Linked DNA regions of Mus musculus: regions 1 and 2 are each linked to region 3. A link is a contact called in public Hi-C and promoter capture Hi-C data. All regions are on one chromosome and are shown on one strand. Each heading gives the region's core, a stretch centred on a gene start, on an enhancer-like site or on the middle of the called end of the contact. The rest is flanking DNA. Distances are from core to core; before and after follow the strand shown. Region 1 holds the start of Eri2 (exoribonuclease 2). Region 2 has its middle 4.6 kb from the start of Ppp1ccb. Region 3 has its middle 19 kb from the start of Acsm4.

Region 1 (2,700 bases), core at 132-2,631, 120 kb after region 3:
CTGAGGGACAGCTTACAGCACACAGCAGGACCCTGCCTCAAACAACAGCTGCATACTGACTGAAGGAAAGGAGGGCTAGACTTTAAAAGTCCTAGGTCCTTGTGCGAATGGCCATCCTCTCTTGAGTTTAGTGTCCATTTTACCTGAGCGGGCTTCACAAACACTACTCTTACCTGTTCACGTTTTATAGTAGTACCGAGGAATTGACTATAAAGATGTATTTTTCAAGCCTTTGCTATGTACCAAGGGGATGATGCCTGTGCTTAAACTCTAAAAATGGAGGGGAGAAAGATTACCAGAGTACTACTGAAAGGTAATCTATGATTAAAAACAAAAACAAAAACAAAACAAACAAACCTCCCAACAGCAATACACTGCAGTCCAAAGAAGGGAAGATCCCAAATGATGACGAATACAACTTTAAGTAGACAGACACCTGGAATAGTTATTTTGGCTATTTGAAAAAGACAAGACGTGAGGCCAATGTAGGGATTTGGAATGAAAAACTAACATTTACTAGTCACTTCTTCAGCAAATATTTAATTAGGATGGTGACTTCTTTTAAACAATTCTAGGTGGTAGACATGTCTGCAACCTGTATTTTATGCAAGAGAAAAGTAAATGATTTGCCTAAAGATGGCCATAGTATGTTAACCTTTGACAGGACTTTTCACGCTTGAATCCTATGCTATTCATTAATACATCAGATAGGGGTTTTGTTTTGAATCTGGTTTTGTTGTTGTTTTGAGACAGTCTCACTATTTAGCCATCGCCTGCTTGAACATCACCATGAGGACCAGGCTGGCCTCCAACTTTCCATGCTGGTATTGTAGGTCCATTCCACTATGCCTGGTAAGTTTGATACTGTGTCCACAATCTCAACAAATGTGTACAACGCATCCAAAAATCTGTGCACAGCATATTCCCCCCCACCCCCCCCCAAAAAACCTGAGAGAGTCTGTGGTAATTCTGACAATAAAACTGGACTAGGCAGGTCACTTGGGCGCAGTGGCACCTGCCTGAGAACAGTGTGCAGAGCTGTCACGTTCCAGGTCCCAGGGGTCTAGAATGAACAGACCTGATAGAGCATGCCACGGTAGGGAGGACCCGGGGTTTCTCGGGCTCCTCCAACTTGTCGCGAATGGCGACGTGGGGCCCGAGAAGACCAGGGCCCTTTTCAGATCCAGACCAAACGACTGCGGATGAACACCGCCCACCCTAAGGGGAACCCCCTAACGTACCGCGCCAGTCTCTTGGTCGCCATCCCCGGACCCTGGGTTTCGCAGAGTTCAACGGCCGGAAGTCGGACGCCCCCACTTCCGGTCTGTTTAAACGCCGGCGCGGCAAGGGAAGCGGGCGCTTGTAGAGCGGCGGCGGCCGTCGCCAGCGGTTTGTGGGCGTTGCATAGGGGGCGGTTCGGGACCCGGGGGCGTGGACAGAGGCTTGAGGACCGGGAGCCCCTCGCTCTGCGCACGACGCGCCTCAGGGAGCGCTTTAAACTTCGCGACGGCTTAAATTGAGGAAAGGAGGCGTAGGTCTGTGGCCTTTTTTGCGAGGGCCAAGAGTGGTAAACTGGTTTGAGCCGCTTCAAGAGACAAACCAACCGTCACTCCTGTCTAGCGCTTTGCTGGAGAGAGGCCGCGACACGGTTTCCTGGTCGCCGCGGGGTCCTCAGCTCCAGCTGATCTTTCCCCTACAGCCTGATGGAGCAAGAGAAGGAGGAGGCGAACTCCAGGAAGAGGAAGGAGGCCCCGAACTCCTCGGCCTCGGCTACAGAGCGGGATGGACCTCCTTCGCATATTCAGGACCGCGAGCCACAAGCCAAGGTGAGCAGAGGAGAGAGCCCAGCAGGCTGGCCCGAAGTCACTTGTGGCTGGGAGTCACTTTCGCCAGCACCCGAAGGGTCCCTGCCGAAGGGTAAGGGCTCACCCACTGACCTCACTCAACTCTGCTCCCTTGGTTGTACCACCTCGTCCAGGCTCTCTCCATAGTTTAAAACTGACTTAGTGTCTGGTACACAGAATATTCATTTAACAAACATTTATTAAGATCCGTATAACAAAATATTTCAGGAATATCCATGCACACCTAAACAGGATTCTCTTGTTTTTATACAATATTTATGAAGAAGTAAAAATGAATGGTCATTTTGATGGGGAATTTATCCTGGGGAAATGATTAGATGGAGGAATGATACCAGTAATAAGAATGTTTGCCCTAGTATTTGTATTTTTAAATGTTTCATCGAAAAGAGAATTTTAAATATAAAATTTTCATTACATATTTAAAAATGCACTTAGCCTGAACCATTTTCTCATGTTAAAGTTGTGGTTATATAACTGACTGATAGGGAAAAATATAGATTAGGGTGGGGATGGTTAGAAAGCAGATGGATGTTTGTAAAGTCCCCTGGGTTGGAAACGGTAGTCCAGAGATTAAAAAGCTTGATCTTCGGAGGCTGCATTCCCGCTGTGGCTTTTAAACCTCTTTCTTCATTTCTTTGTTGTAAAATGGGAGTATGGTGATCCCCACTTAAAAGTTCTAAGAAATGATGTAGTACAAAGAAATTTCTCAAAACTGTGTGGCTAAGAGTCAGCAGTGTGGCTCAGTAATAGAGGACTTGCCTTGCATGTGCCCAGAATTCAGTCCCTAGAACAGAAACTCAAAAAAGTGGTTAATAGTAAATACCTAACCTTAGCT
Region 2 (2,700 bases), core at 90-2,589, 74 kb after region 3:
TTCCCATCACAGCCATATTCTGCTATCATAGCATTCACAGTAGCCATAGCCACACCCAACAAAGTACCTTCCCATCCAGAGTGAGCAACCCCACATGCCTTTTTCACAGGATCTGAAAAAACTATAGGAATACAGTCCACACCAAGAGCTGTGATTGTGACTCCTCTGATCTGATTATTCCATCATAAGATCCGGGCTCCTTCTTCCCCATAACCCATACTTCATTGGCATGATCAGTCTTTATTCGGTAAAATTTCTCTGCATTAAATCCTGCAGCATTTGCCGACCTACGAACATTTTCTTGAACGACCACTTTGGGATCTCTCCATTTGGAACTACTGAAAAGATTGAGTGATCGGAGAGTGGCTATGTAAGATATGCCACCTCTCCGTGTAGTAACTCCATGTAGGAAGATGTCTGGGATCAGAGGAGATGTGACAATAGTTAGGTCCCCTTTCAGCGCTGGCAGGCTCACATTTCTATTTCACTCTGGATGTCTTCTAGTTCATGAGTTGTGGTCACGGTTATTCCAGTGGATGGTTTCAAAAGGCTATCCTCCCAAGCTACCTGCAAATCTTCAAACTCAAATTCATACACCTTCATGAAGAGTTAGTCAACATAAGCCTTCATTAACAGTTTCCTGTGCTCAGGGACAATCACTTTAATGCAGCTCAGATTTTCTTCATTAATTTTTTTGTTTAATTGTATACAAAGAGGCAGTCAGGCTGGGGTTACTAACAGTCTCGATTTTCCCACAAGACGTGAAAAGCCATTTCCTGTTTCCAATTCACAGAGGCCATATTCCCCCATCCTTTTCCTTGGTGGCATTACTGCAACATATTATACAAAGGAACTTGGCCTTGGGAGCATGGTGGCAGTGAATATTATCCAGTGTCTTCAGTAACGTCTCACGACAGTTTTTCTGAGAGTTCAATCAAGACTGCTTCTGCCATTCTTCAAGCAAGCGCACTTTTTCCCCCATGCTCTTATGCCATATCAGCTTTAGCATACTAAGTTGAGCAGTATCAGCAAATCTTATTTTGAGGGTTGCCCCAGCAGCCTTGAACTAGCTCTGTAGTCGAGGCTGGCTTCGAACTCACAGAGTCCCGCCTGCCTCTGCCTCCCAAGTGCATGGGGCCGCTTCCTGCGCTCTCCTCGGGCGGCTGCGAGCTGGGGTGTGAGCTGCAGCCTCCGCGAACGAACCCCTGCGTCCCCTGAAGTCGTCCTCCCCCCTGTCTCACCGCGTCCCAGGCCTCCCGGAGGCCTCGGGTTCCCGGGGGCTTGCGCCCGATTTCGGGTGTTCCCGCCACGGCCGCGGGGCGGCGCCCGGTCCTGCGCCGCTTGCTCAGCAGTTCCAGGTCAGCGCCCGCGGTCCCCGGAGAGGCTTGTGGAGGCCACCTGAGGCTGACACCAGCGAGCGTGTCCCGAGAGGCTCCTGGAAGGAAAGAAGCGTCCCCTCTCCCTGCGGGCCTTGGTGACTCCAGAAGGATCTGCTGACCCAGCGGTGTGGTCAGCCTGTCACTTAGTGCCCTCCGCCCATAGTGTTTCTAAATTATCATAATCTCTTTTCTCCCAGCATATTATAGCTGGGACAGGTCTGCAGAGTTCTTTAGTCTAGATAGTGAAGAGAGGGAAAGGGGGAGGGGGAGAGGGAGAGACAGAGACAGAGAGGGAGAAATAGTTTTTATGACTCCATAAAGCCATATGGCTCATGCCTAAGGCCTGATGTTTAGGAGCCTTAAACAGAAGTGCAGGCCACCTGCACTACAGAGCAAGACCCTGTCTCAAAGCAACAACAACAATAAATAACAACAACGAAACCTAAACCACAAAGTCAGAAGAGCTTCAACTCGGGTATGACTGAAGGTTGTCAGAGAAGAGCTGAGAAGGGGGAACTCACTCGGGCGATGCTACTGTATCCTGGGAGACTAATTCTGTGCAGCTGCTAGTGCTTTGTCCTCTCCCCTGGAAACCAGCTCATCTATACCAAGGACCAATTTCACTCGATATGGGGCTCTACACCGAATAGTTTATATAGTCGGCCTAGTAAGGACTCATGGAACTGTTTGCAGTAAGTTTTGTATATTATCCCTTTCATATATATGGAATATATGGCTCAAAGAAAGTGTGGGGGTGTGAATGAAAATGGACCCCATAGATTCATAAAGAGTGGCCCTCCGGCTGGTGAGATGGCTCAGAGTGTAAGTGCACTGACTGTTCTTCCAAAGGTCCTGAGTTCAAATCCCAGCAACCACATGGTGGCTCACAACCATCTGAATGAGACATGACACCCTCTTGTGGTGTGTCTAAAGACAGCTACAGTGTACTTACATATAATAATAAATAAATCTTTTTAAAAGCTGTTTGTTTGTTTGTTTGTTTTTGAGACAGGGTTTCTCTGTGTAGCCCTGGCTGTCCTGGAACTCACTTTGTAGACCAGGCTGGCCTCAAACTCAGAAATTTGCCTGCCTCTGCCTCCCAAGTGCTGGGATTAAAGGCGTGTGCTACCACTGCCCGGCATTTTTAAAGCCATTTTTAAAAAAATAAATCCTTTTAAAAAATGGCACTATTAGAGGTGTGGCCTTTGGAGGAAGTGTGTCACTGGGGGATGGGGGTGAGCTTTGAGAAGCCAGGCCTAGTGGTTCATTCTCTCTTCCTGCTGCCTGAGGATCAAGAATGTAGAACATTTCCAGCCCCATG
Region 3 (2,876 bases), core at 123-2,622:
TACTCCACTATGTTCATAGCAGCCTTATTTATAATAGCCAGAAGCTAGAAAAAAACCAGATGTCCCTCAACAGAGGAATGGATACAGAAAATATGGTACATTTACACAATGGAGTAGTACTCAGCAATTAAAACAATAAATTTATAAAATTCTTAGGCAAATGGATGGATCTGAAGGATATCATTTTGAGTGAGGTAACCCAATCACAAAAGAACACACATGATATGCACTCACTGATAAGTGGCTATTAGCCCAGAAATCTAGACTGCCCAAGATACAAAACACAGGAAACTCAAGAAGAAGGAAGACCAATGTGTGGATACTTTGTTCCTTCTTAGAATGGGGAACAAAATAGCCATGAAAGGACTTACAGAGACGAAGTTCAGAGCTGAGACAGAAGGAAGGACCATCCAGAGACTCCCCCACCCGGGGATCCATCCCATATACAACCACCAAACCCAGACACTATTGCATATGCCAGCAAGATTTTGCTGACAGGACCCTGATATAGCTATCTCTTGTGAGGCTATGCCAGTGCCTGGCAAATACAGAAGTGGATGCTCACAGTCATCTATTGGACGGATTACAGGGCCCCCAATGAAGGAGCTAGAGAAAGTACTCAAGGAGCTAAAGGGGTCAGCAACCCTATAGGAGGATCAACGATATGAACTAACCAGTACCCCACAGAACTGTGTCTCTAGTTGCATATGTAGCAGAGGATGGCCTAGTCGACCATCAATGGGAGGAGAGGAGAGGCCCTTGGTCTTGTGAAGATCATATGCCCCAGTACAGGGGAATGCCAGAGCCAGGAAGTGGGAGTGGATGTGTTGGGGAGCAGGGTGGGAGGATAATATAGGGGACTTTCAGGATAGCATTTGAAATGTAAATGAAGAAAATATCTAATAAAAAAAGAAAAAACATTAGAATATTTAAAAAAAAAAAAAAAGAAGGTTGATCAGTAAAAGTAAAGTGGAAAAAAAAAAAGAAATGATCCTCTGCGTATTCCAACATTGCTAAAGCCTTTTCCACTCTGGGTACATCAACACTGCACAGGACAGATTCTACAAGACACAAGACAAAAACTCACTTTCTGATCAAGTCACTCTTGATATAGCCCCTACAGAAACTTCCACTTTGTTCCATTTGAGGAGCTTCTCTAGGTTCCTGTCAAAGAGACAGATGCAGAGTCCCTAGGGGCAGCACTCATAGCATGGAAGAGATGATTTACAATAGCCTAAGCCAGCAACCTGGAAAGCTCAGAATGAAATGGCCACATTCAACAGACCAGAATTTACATCAAGAATCATTCACAGATTCCAGGGCCACCGACCTTTCACCAGCGCGAACATAGTAAACAGTGGCATGTCAGATACAATAAAACTTGTAGCAGTCGCAGGGACAGGCAGTGTCACACAGGGCTTCCAACACGAGCATACTCCCTGAGACTTCTTTTAAATAAGAACAATGTATGTATTTCTAATTTTCCCTGAAATATAATCATTTACTGCACACTCTTCTCCACTATTGGGTATGATTCATTTGTTTAATATAATCACAATGTCATCTTTTTCTGGTGCTCCAAAAGTTAGCATTTTCGTGTTTGAACTCTGTCACCCTAGGTATATCAACCAAGGAGATATTGATATGAAAAAAAGTACCAGAGCCCTAGCAGGAAAACATGTTTTTCTAAGTTCTCATCTGTATAGAGAACTCAGTGCCCATCAAAGATCCCCTGAAAACTTCTATTGTGCGAAACTCTGGTGTGGGACAACTGAACCAAAGGGAAGCAGTCATGTGTTGTATCCAGTGTTTATTCATATTGACAGCTAAATAGTGGATAAGCCTCTGCAGCAGGAGCTAGAGTACCAGCTTCCTCTGCAGCGCCCTCTCCTGGGCTATCTCAAGATAATCGAAAGCATCAGAAGGAAGCAAAACTGGGGCTTGACTGGGAGAGTTTTGTGGCTGAAGACCAGAATGGGACTAGAAATAGGAATAGGGTTGCGGTTAGGGAGGGACACGAAGAGAGACAATGATATATCAGCTGGGCTCGGGTAAAGAGTGGGGAGTTAGAAAGAGTCTCAGTGTCAAACCAAATCCAGAGTGGTCGGGGCCACATCTGGTGCGAGTCAGGGATGAGATGGTCAGTGACGCAGAAGGTGCAAGCATCAAGTCAAAGGGACCTGGCAGAAAATAAGCACTCTCTTTTCCTCCTGCTGTTTCTACCTGCTCTTGTTGCCTTAGCAACTGGGATGCTTTGTCTTATGTCTTCACTGGTTCTGGTCCTCGCCATTGGTGAATAACATTGGGTACCCAGGCACCACAGGAATGAGTCCATCTTACTGTGAGGGAAACAGAGCACACAATGGCTGAACTGATGGACGAATCTGATACACAAACATGTGGATTCACAAGGATCCCAGTGATGGATGCTCAACCCAGATAAAACGTCAGTGAAGTGTAGATTCAGCTGAAGTGTAGGACATCAGCAAACTGTGTGATATCTACCTCTTATGTTCCTATCTGTATAACAACTGTAGGAGACACCAAATACTTAAGCACACATAGTGCACACTCACTCACGTGGCCCACGGTCATGCTCCATAGCACACTTTCGATCTGGACTATTGCTTTTGAATAAAGTTTCTTTGCAATTTTGCAAAATGTTTAAAATAAGATATGAATCCCATTTGCTTTGGGCATCAAGCAAATGTCAGTGTGCTTCAGAGGAATGAGGTCACAAAGCACGCTTCTAAGAAAGCAGTTGCGCTGGGGTTCATGATAAATTGCCAAGTAGAGATTATCATACAGTTGGGGATTCAGAAAGAATCCTTGTGTTAAACAGGAAGGTGAGGAGAAACACAGAGGGAAACCTTGTT

Evidence for each region. Promoter capture Hi-C pulls out the DNA fragments that hold promoters and counts their contacts. Hi-C and Micro-C count contacts between places; a contact is called where the count stands out from the background.
Region 1: a contact with region 3 is called in a promoter capture Hi-C map of liver, with 2.0 times the contacts expected there. The contact joins the promoter of Eri2 here to the enhancer-like site in region 3. A contact is called at or near these places in 8 of 39 promoter capture datasets (the 3T3-L1 cell line, 3T3-L1-derived adipocytes, hippocampal neurons and 3 more), 32 of 484 Hi-C or Micro-C datasets (3T3-L1-derived adipocytes, the AML12 cell line, Sertoli cells and 13 more), 1 of 115 datasets of contacts at active chromatin or transcription factors (trophoblast stem cells) and 3 of 9 other capture datasets (adipose tissue, embryonic stem cells and liver).
Region 2: a contact with region 3 is called in a Hi-C map of liver, with 1.9 times the contacts expected there. The contact joins two enhancer-like sites. A contact is called at or near these places in 2 of 484 Hi-C or Micro-C datasets (the G1E-ER4 cell line and liver), 1 of 115 datasets of contacts at active chromatin or transcription factors (neural progenitor cells) and 1 of 9 other capture datasets (pancreatic islet).

The regions. Positions count from the first base shown.
Region 1 is chr7:119,792,677-119,795,376 of GRCm38.p6, forward strand. It overlaps Eri2 (exoribonuclease 2), which reads right to left and starts at 1,382. Exons shown (of 9, transcript NM_027698.5): 1 at 1,242-1,382. The coding sequence starts at 1,264. It overlaps Rexo5 (RNA exonuclease 5), which reads left to right and starts at 1,446. Exons shown (of 20, transcript NM_001370778.1): 1 at 1,446-1,535; 2 at 1,700-1,826. The coding sequence starts at 1,704.
Region 2 is chr7:119,743,157-119,745,856 of GRCm38.p6, forward strand. It overlaps the pseudogene Gm19963. Among named protein-coding and RNA genes, the nearest start is that of Ppp1ccb, 4.6 kb to the left of the region's middle. Within about 2 kb of position 1,340, at least 24 of the 459 cell types and tissues checked have an H3K27ac peak or open chromatin away from gene starts, as enhancers often do. A contact at or near this core is called in liver, where this site is marked.
Region 3 is chr7:119,669,254-119,672,129 of GRCm38.p6, forward strand. No RefSeq gene overlaps it. Among named protein-coding and RNA genes, the nearest start is that of Acsm4, 19 kb to the right of the region's middle. Within about 2 kb of position 1,373, at least 3 of the 459 cell types and tissues checked have an H3K27ac peak or open chromatin away from gene starts, as enhancers often do. A contact at or near this core is called in liver, where this site is marked.